2 separate regions of the Cyprinus carpio genome follow, and region 1 is linked to region 2. Evidence: chromatin contacts called from public Hi-C data. All regions are on one chromosome and are shown on one strand. The core of a region is the stretch at or near the end of the contact, and the rest is flanking DNA. Distances in the headings are between cores, read along the strand shown. Region 1 holds the start of maf1a (repressor of RNA polymerase III transcription MAF1 homolog). Region 2 has its middle 26 kb from the start of trib3.

Region 1 (4,617 bases), core at 1,060-3,559, 35 kb before region 2:
ATCAGGATGATGATGGCGATGGCTATATGATTACATCAGTACTTTCACAGCCAATCCTCAAAACAGCTGATGTACGGCTCAGTTGGATAGTGGAGACAGAGGAAACTGTTTCTTGACATTTATAATGTGTTGAAAACACATCACAACTGTAAGGAGAAAGAGAAGCGCTGGAGTGAAATCGCCTCAGTTTTGAATGCACCGGGTGAGTGCAGAAAGCTGCTAGCACGCTAGCTAACATATGTAAACAAATATCAGTGACGATCTGCTGCATGAGATCACATGAGGCGCTCCCTCTGGCTTGATGATCTTAATGATATCCTGTAGTGTGAGCCAGGCTTTAGGGATAAAAATCTACCTCAGCTTCTGCTCTAAACTGTAGGGAGCCCTTTTACATCACTACAAGGTTCCAGTTAACAACAGAGCCAAAACTTAAATTCAATTACTATTTATTTTGAGTGGCATAAATTTGTTTATTTAAACAAGTGAGGCGATTATACAGTGACCATGTCAAAGAGCACCAAGACGGCATTTATTGTCTGAATGTCCTGAAAAAATTTAACGATTTATTTGGTACACATGTGTACTGAACCGAAAGACCCGTACCGAAAATTCAGTACGAATGTGTTTTGTTACATCCCTTATTTATATATATATATATATATATATATATATATATATATACATACACGCACACAGTATAATGAATTATTAGTAATATTCATTTACATAATTACTTCGTTTTTATATATCTTCTGTTTTGTGGTTTTTTTTTTTTCCTTTGTAGCCCTGTGGTCAAAACACCCAGCATGCGCTCTCGGCGGTCCAGCACCACTACTGGTCGTGCTCCTCTTGTTACCAGTTCATCAGTGGATGACTTTGAAGACCTGTTAGATGAATTTACTGACGATCGGCTTGAGGATGACTTGGAATTGGATTCGGGCAAGGGAGAGGACGACCTTCTTTTAGAACTCTCAGAAATGATTGACAGTTAGACATGAGGGATGTCATCCGTTTTCTTACAAAAACAGTGCCACTATGAATTTGAAAGGACTGTGACACCATTTGATCCACAGCATTTTAAATTAAGACTTTTTACTTTCAAGCTCTAATCGATCTGTTTTAATGTTTCTTTTAGTTTTTTTTCTTGTCAATGTAAATATGATTTCTTCATCAAATAGTGCTTGAGAAACACTAGTTGTGCTGTACAGGTCTTGTCCTCTTGTTTGCTTTTAGTTGACTTCCTAAAACTGTCAAAAAAAGAGGAAAAAATCTTATTTAGCTGTTGCAGCTATTAACAAGCCATTGTAAGGCAGCTTCAGGTATAATGATTTTGTTGGACGTTGTTATAGCACTATCACTCATGTGTTACAGAGACAGGAAGTTTTCAGTTGTGTACTGTGTATGCTGAAAAATTGCTTTTTATTAGAGAGGCACATCAAGGCCACACCTTTCTTAGTCTTCTTTTTGAGTCACATGTATTTGTTCCATTAAATGTTCTTTGGACATCATTATCAGCGCTGTTTTAACAGGTCATTTTTGCTTACCTTTGATTTAGTTTAGGCAAAACATTTTATGGTCCTCTTCTTTGATGATCTGACAGATAGCTGAAGGTCATTGCTCACCTTTCTTCATTTCTGCATGAAACATGTAAATATGAAGCAGTGTTCTCAGGGAAAATACTTCAGCTTTGCTAACCTGTATGTTTTGTATTCTTTGGAAATGTCATGGCCATCCATGTCTTCTTTCTTTTTATTCACCTTAATTGAGTGTCATCATGCATTAAGGGACTGGGATGTGAAAATGTCATCTTTACTGCGGCGTCTGTCTTCAGATGAGTTGTACCTCTTCAAAACCACCTTTGTAAATAAAATGTCTTTATGAGAAAATATTGTTTCAGTTTTTAACAGGGTTTATCAAGTAAGCATTATAATATGTAAATGCTAAGTATTTAACAACTTATATTTTATGACCTTTAAAATCCTTAAGTGTGTCATTTAAGTCTCTAGATGTTTTTCTTAGATGCACACAACAATAGAAAACATGCACTACGATTACAGCTTAAGAATATTTAAATTCAGAAATGCAAAAGTATACGAATGCGCTTGTAAAAAATAAATAATTTGTTTTGCCATGATTTTGATGCTTTATCACTGATGTTTCGTCATTGCAAGCCTCGCGGAAATTATATTATAAGTTTCTTTGTTATGATTTAGGGAAAAAGAGAAGCGCCATTAAACCCCAAGCCAGCAGTTGGCGGTAAACATGAAACGCTTGTATCACTATGACATCCTGACTGAAAAAAAAAAAAAAAGGAAAAAGAAAACTGCGTATTACTGCGACCGAAAACGGCAACACAAACACTCGTCCTCTGCTGTTGTCATTCCTCCACACAAATAGACAACCATAAACCGAGGATTAAGGCTTTTATAAGCCTTGGAATTCTCCTCAAGTTCTGATTCAATAGCTGGGATGCATAATTTCCCTCTAAATTTTAGCTTGTTTAATGGCAGGTATTGGAAATTTCACAGTAAAAAGGAAGATATATTTATTAGACATAGAAGTACATTAAGCAACCGGAGAAGATTATTTACGCGGTCGTAAGAATCTGCAAGGGTGGCTTATTTTTTATTTTTTTAACATTTGAATGTAATAGAGAGCCGTTCGTTTTTAAAGGAGCTTCTGTAGGAGAAATCGAGGTTAGTGGTTATTTGGTTATAACCCAGTATTGGCTAGTTGTTTATTATTGATATATTTCTGTTTGAGCCGTATATTCTCCAAACTAACGTGCTAAACATTGTTTTGGTTTGGTGTAACGGCGGAATAACAGGCCGATGGTTGTTTATCAAAGAAACTGACATCTAGCGGCTGTAAAGAGTAATTGCAATTCTGTCAGTATATTTAATAAAGTTGAATAGACCATGAAGCTCCTGGAAAACTCAGGTTTTGAGGCCATAAACAGTCTGCTCACTATTGAAACGGGAGATTGTAAGATAATTGGACGGTAAGTGATCAATACTTGGTTTTATATACAACATTTACATATATGAACATTTAAAGAGGAACTGAGTAAAGCATGTTATTCACACTGTTCTGCTGTCAGAGTGTTATTTGAAGCATTTGTTTTCTAATGACACCGCTGTGATGTTTCTGTAGTATTGAGAGCTACTCCTGTAAGATGGCAGGTGATGATAAGCAGATGTTTAAGCAGTTTTGTCAGGAGGGGCAACCGCATGTGCTGGAGGCTCTGTCTCCTCCGCAGAGCTCAGGAATCAGCCCCAACAAGTAAGTCAACATCTTTTTTTTGAGGTACCCCCTCACTTACACACAATACAATACATGTCTTCCACAAAGTCATTGCACATACTGAAATATGTTTTACTTTCAGACTGAGTCAGAGTTTGGATGATGGGGAGGGTCCTCTTTCAGACAAGTGCAGCAGAAAGACGCTTTTTTACCTGATCGCCACTCTCAATGAATCCTTCCGGCCGGACTACGACTTCAGTCGCACCAAAGGCCACGATTTCAGCAAGGAGCCCAGTGTTAATTGGGTAATTTTGATGTTAAATTGTTACAATTTCTGAAACAACACATGCACTCGTTCTTATATATATTGAATAGGGCATTATAAAATTATTGTAAAACATAATTCATGATTTCCGCAGGTGTTTAATGCAGTGAACAGCAGTTTGTCTGCTGCTGCGGGTGAGGTGTACAGTCACCTACAGCCTCAGTTATGGGAGGCTCTAGACAAGGAGATCAGCCTTGCTGAATGTGACATATACAGGTAGATATTCTGCTTTTAAAATCCGTGTTCAGTCAGGCTTGCCTAAAATTTAATGAATGCTTTTGAATAGTATTTGTTTGAATGATACAGCACTAAATTATTAAGTAAGCTCTGATTGCATTCTGTGACAGCTACAATCCAGATCTGGATTCCGACCCTTATGGGGAAGAAGGCAACCTGTGGTCCTTCAACTACTTCTTTTATAACAAACGACTGAAGAGGATTGTGTTCTTCACATGCCGTTCTGTCAGGTGAGAATCTTTATGTCAGGTAGAAAGCAAATCAGTAATGAAAGGCAATGATTTTATTACACATAGCGTATTATGTTATGTGGGGGTGGAAAAACACTTTTTTTTTTCCCGCATGGTTGCATTAAATTGATCAAAAGTGGCAGTAAATACATTTATAATTTACGAAAGATTTTTATTTAAAATAAACGCTGTTCTTTTAAACTTTAAACTAAAAAAGCAATATGGTTTCCACAAAAATACAGAGTAGCACAACTGTTTTTAACATGGCTAATAATAAGAAAAGTGTCTTTAGCACCCAACTGAGCTCGGAATTTTTGTGTTTGGGATCCTTTAGTCTTTTCATGGCTCCACGAGACTCTGGCATCGGCACTGAACTGGATCTGGAGTTAGATGAGGGCAGCTATGAGGAAGAGGAAGAGGGCAACATGGATGAAGAGAGGTGAGGAACTATGCAAACTACACCGTTAATATTTATCACTTTTCTAGGAAGTACTGCATCATGAACACCCACGGCTGTTGCGTTATCATCATTCAGATTTGACAGACAAATGACTGCAAATAAATCATGTGGTTCCAGTGTAT
Region 2 (4,993 bases), core at 1,442-3,941:
GGTGCCCCCTGTAACCTGAACACCACCTCAGTTCTGCTTCAGACCACATGCACCCTCCATAGTGTTCACACAATATGTGAGTGTCCCGCATGTTCACAAAGCCATCTTTGTCATGGCCCATTGAGTCAGGATTGCCTAAGACTCTGTCCTCCCTGCTGGGGTTTGTGTCCCGTGGGTTAAGGCCACACAATGCCTGACTGTTTAAACATGTCACATTTCCCTGTCGCTGTCATGCTGTTGTGTGCTTTTCATTTGATGTTCTTCCTCCCAAGTTCCTCCCGGGTTTGTGGATCTAGCCTTTGTCTGCACTCATTCAACTATCTGACATAATCCATAAAGCATGATTTATCGAGTTTTAAACTTTCACTTTCTAATGAACGTGACTGTATTCTCCTGCTCATTGTCAGGGGGCTGTATAAAGCATTTATGCTGGCATTTTGAGAGGCAAAACATTATTATATGCTCCGCATCAATGTAAATGGCATTTGGGGAATAACTGGTGGGTGAGGTCATGATTTTGTATTTTGCCTTTTTCAGTGTGGGACCATGCCAGAAGCGTTGAGTCTCTCTCACTGAGAAACAATCAGCAAAACTATTTGTGGTCAACCGAAACACAGCCCTTGGCCTGCTGGAGAAATTTCCACATGCACAAACACTATTGTGTAATCTGCACATACTGCAGCTTTGTAGACAGGCTCACATTTATTCCATACAACATAAACAGCACTTATAAAGAGCTGCAGGTAATGTAATTTAATCTGTAATCATAGGACATTTTTTAAACACTAAATTCTAAATAGATCGGAGTGATTATGGAAGGTAGATATCAAAATAAATATTACTTGTTTCACTTATTTTTTCAACATTTTTCAATACAACATGATGTATTTTTTTAATTTTTTTTGAAAGTGTGTGTGTAGTGCTTTTGTTGAAAGCTATTTTGATATTTAAAAACAACATTCATATTCTACACCTTCGTATTCTCATTTTTGATATCACCCTGCCTTCCGTTCTTTCCTAATGAACGTGACTGTATTCTCCTGCTCATTGTCAGGGGGCTGTATAAAGCATTTATGCTGGCATTTTGAGAGGCAAAACATTATTATATGCTCCGCATCAATGTAAATGGCATTTGGGGAATAACTGGTGGGTGAGGTCATGATTTGTATTTCCTTTTTCAGTGTGGGACCATGCCAGAAGCGTTGAGTCTCTCACTGAGAAACAATCAGCAAACTATTTGTGGTCAACCGAAACACAGCCCTTGGCCTGCTGGAGAAATTTCCACATGCACAAACACTATTGTGTAATCTGCACATACTGCAGCTTTGTAGACAGGCTCACATTTATTCCATACAACATAAACAGCACTTATAAAGAGCTGCAGGTAATGTAATTTAATCTGTAATCATAGGACATTTTTTAAACACTAAATTCTAAATAGATCGGAGTGATTATGGAATGTAGATATCAAAATAAATATTACTTGTTTCACTTATTTTTCAACATTTTTCAATACAACATGATGTATTTTTTTAATTTTTTTTGAAAGTGTGTGTGTAGTGCTTTTGTTGAAAGCTATTTTGATATTTAAAAACAACATTCATATTCTACACCTTCGTATTCTCATTTTTGATATCACCCTGCTTCCGTTCTCTTTTTTAAAAGAAAAACATGAAGAAGCACTTGAAATAATATTTTTTAATATATTATTTTTTAGTTATATATTAATTTAATTTAATTGTTTAAATTTTTTATTAAATTAACATTCACCAATAAAGTGTTGTATTCTGGCCAAGTGTTGGCCAATAGTCGTATTCTGTTTATAACTGTATTATACATTTTCATATCCCATTTCTTACATTCTTATTTCTTATTTTTATTTTATTTTAGTTTAATTTCACATATTAATATTTTCCTTATTTTAAAACTTTAAATATATATAAAAAATAAATAAATGTGTTTTATCACCTCCCATGTGATCATAAATAATACATTTTATTGCTTATAATAGCACATCTCTCCTCATAATCTGAAGTGTCTTTTGTGTCTGTGGCATAAATGGTAAAGGATTAGTGTTTGGGATAGTTCTGATCCTTAAGCATGAGGAATAGCAACAGCACTGCTTATTTCAGCATGCACCACTATTAAATGCACAAAGATTAGAAATAAAAATGCTTCAAAGAGTTTTAGATTAAATATAGTGTGCTATACCACAGGACTCTCTATCACTGATTGAAATTTGATGTCAATTACCCACTTGCTGAGATATGTGGAGAGTAGGTCAGCATGTGTATATATGAGACAGGATGCCTTCGGCTGGGAGTGCCGCCAGGTTTGTTGCTCATGGAAAATAGTCTTGGAAGGTGTGTATTCAAGGCAATGTCCAGATGTTAATTTTAATTTATTTATAGATTTTTTTTTTAAGCATGTGCATGTGGGCTATGGTGGACATGCATGTGTCCATATGTTCTTTTTACTGCATCTGTGTGTTCCACTGGCACTTTTGATCTTGCGAATGTGAATATGTGTGTATTTATACTGTACCTCTAAAGAGCCCACTGATTGCTCAACATCCTCTCAGGTCATGTGAAATGTGAGCGGAACAGAGCACAGGATGTGCAGCCCTGGCCCTCAGCGTGCAGTCAGAGCACACACTCACTCACTCACTCTCTCACTCAGTCATTTACATGCTCACTCACTCATTTTTGTTTCCACCCTCCCTCCCACTCTCTCCTCGCCTCTGCCTGCGCCACTGCACTGCTACACATGACATAATGGGCCTATTATTGTGCCATTTTGTTTGAGTGTGACTTCAGCACATTCAGCCCTGATAAGGAAGGTGTTTGTGTTGGGACATCATGTTAAATTTGCTTCTGTACACACCTGTATGAGGAAGAGAGTGACAATGAGGGTAATTCCTGTTATGTAGTACCTGTTATGCACAAAGGTCACCTACTCACTGAACCAGACACAAAATTAATTTTAGATCACCAGTGCTTTTAATGATCTTGGTGATTTTATCATACAAGTTTTTAAGAAAAAAAAAAATCTTGTTTTGTGTTATTTAAAATTATTCAGTATAATTATTTAATTTTTTTTTAAATGATTTAAAATAAATACAAGTCTTATAAATGCAGGTCTGTGTTTGCATATCCTGTATTCTACATTTTTAAATACAATTTTTAGTTCTTGCTTGTGTCAGTTTGATCTATTAGTAGGTGTAATTCTTAGATCATTTTTAATAAATGAATAACTTTAAAAATAATACAATTTAATAAAAGTACTTATACTATATGATTACTATAAACTCATACTTGTAAATTAAATTAAAAATGAAAAAAAAAAAATACAATTATAAACCAAAGACTTTTTCATTTACTATTTTATCAAATATATTAAAATATATATCGTGAGGATGTGGAGTGACACGTGATCATGTATGCTCTATGAATCAGTCAAAGTACTGATGTAGCAGTTACTGCAGAATAGAGCATTAATCTCAGACCAGCGGAAACAAACTCATCGTGATTACAGGGTGATGATACACTGAGTTCCGCACACAAAAAACACCCTCCCTCACCCAACATAGACACACCCATCACCCACACAAACTACCCTTTCTGCTTATTAGTGAGCTACTTCCTGACAGGAGCGGTCGGGCTTCAGCAGGATGCAGGATGTGGTGGGGGCCGTGGTGAGGGGTGTGTGGTCATGTGTTTTTGTGTGTGTGTGTGTGTATGTGTGTGATAGAGTGAGAGAGAGAGAGAGAGTGAAAGAGTGTGTGTGTGTGTGTGTGTGTGTGTGTGTGTGTGTGTGTGTGTGTGTGTGTGTGTGTGTGTGTGTGTGTGTGTGTGTGTGTGTGTGTGTTATTATAAGAAGCAGCTCTGAGGCTTTCCTGTTCACATGAGAAGTCAGTGGGGAAAATGGGCATCCAAAAGTTCAACTCAATACTGACCCCTTCAAATGAATCACTCTCATTTTCCTCTCTTACACAAGGCATCAGCAGACCCTCAGGATCAGGGCTGTGTGCAGAACAGACACCTTCAAGTTTTTAGAAGGGGGAGAGTAGACAAATCCCCAAGGCAGATGGGTTTTAATTGTAAAAATCATTTTGAAGCACCTTATACGCTACAAACATATACAAAGCCTTTAAATTTGTCCTGGTAATCCTGAATTTATTGGACTATGTGATGGGAATGTGACCCACATGACCTACAACCTTTTGCATTACATGATTTGATAATAAAAATATGTTAGGGATTGACATGCAGGTCAAGATTTTAATTCAGTTTACTTATTATCATGCATTTACTACCATCTTGTGGTTTAAGATAGAAAACACTGGCCTCTTTGAATGCATACTATACATTGTAGATTTTGAATTTTCTTGTCAAATTCATTTTTTATTTTTTTTATTTTTATTTTAAAAAACCATGTAAAGTAAGTTATACATTATTGTTGTTTATTCATTTTACTTTTTAAATTAACTATTTTTTAAATTGCATTTAAGACCCTTGGTTTTGTGTTTATTATAGTATTTGATAATTTCACAAGTGATTGATAAACGCTTGACACAAACACCTAGCAGCCATTAATGCTATTCAAAAGCATAGAATGTCTAAACTTTTTCATTCATTTCATTTAATTTATCTGAGATTTGTAATTGATTATGATTACAAATATATTTAATACTAATTTAATAAAAAGTACTATTGTGGAATATTTAAACTGTTTTCTATTTTAATATATTTTAAAATGCAATTTATTCCTGTAATGGCAAAACTGAATTTTAAGCAGCCAATTCTCCAGTCTTCAGAGTCTAGGTCTTTTCCAGCTGAGAATACTGTAACCAGGACATAAGTAAATGCAGCTGGTAAAGTCACTGCACAGCATTTAGACTTTCCTTTTTAAAGGAAGAAAGGCTATTCCAATTACTGTCATGATTAAAAAAAAAAATACAATTATTTAAAAAGCATCTATCTCTCGCAAGATA

Evidence for each region. Hi-C and Micro-C count contacts between places; a contact is called where the count stands out from the background.
Region 1: a contact with region 2 is called in a Hi-C map of skeletal muscle, with 3 times the contacts expected there. The contact joins the promoter of maf1a here to the enhancer-like site in region 2. A contact is called at or near these places in 6 of 8 Hi-C or Micro-C datasets (liver, red blood cells and skeletal muscle).

The regions. Positions count from the first base shown.
Region 1 is chrB11:15,926,257-15,930,873 of ASM1834038v1, reverse strand. It overlaps maf1a (repressor of RNA polymerase III transcription MAF1 homolog), which reads left to right and starts at 2,309. Exons shown (of 7, transcript XM_019123041.2): 1 at 2,309-3,001; 2 at 3,154-3,282; 3 at 3,386-3,548; 4 at 3,663-3,784; 5 at 3,916-4,035; 6 at 4,370-4,474. The coding sequence starts at 2,919. zc3h11a (zinc finger CCCH domain-containing protein 11A) reads left to right here. Exons shown (of 17, transcript XM_042734184.1): 17 at 785-1,886. The coding sequence ends at 992.
Region 2 is chrB11:15,891,284-15,896,276 of ASM1834038v1, reverse strand. No RefSeq gene overlaps it. Among protein-coding and RNA genes, the nearest start is that of trib3, 26 kb to the left of the region's middle. Within about 2 kb of position 2,691, at least 2 of the 8 cell types and tissues checked have an H3K27ac peak or open chromatin away from gene starts, as enhancers often do. A contact at or near this core is called in skeletal muscle, where this site is marked.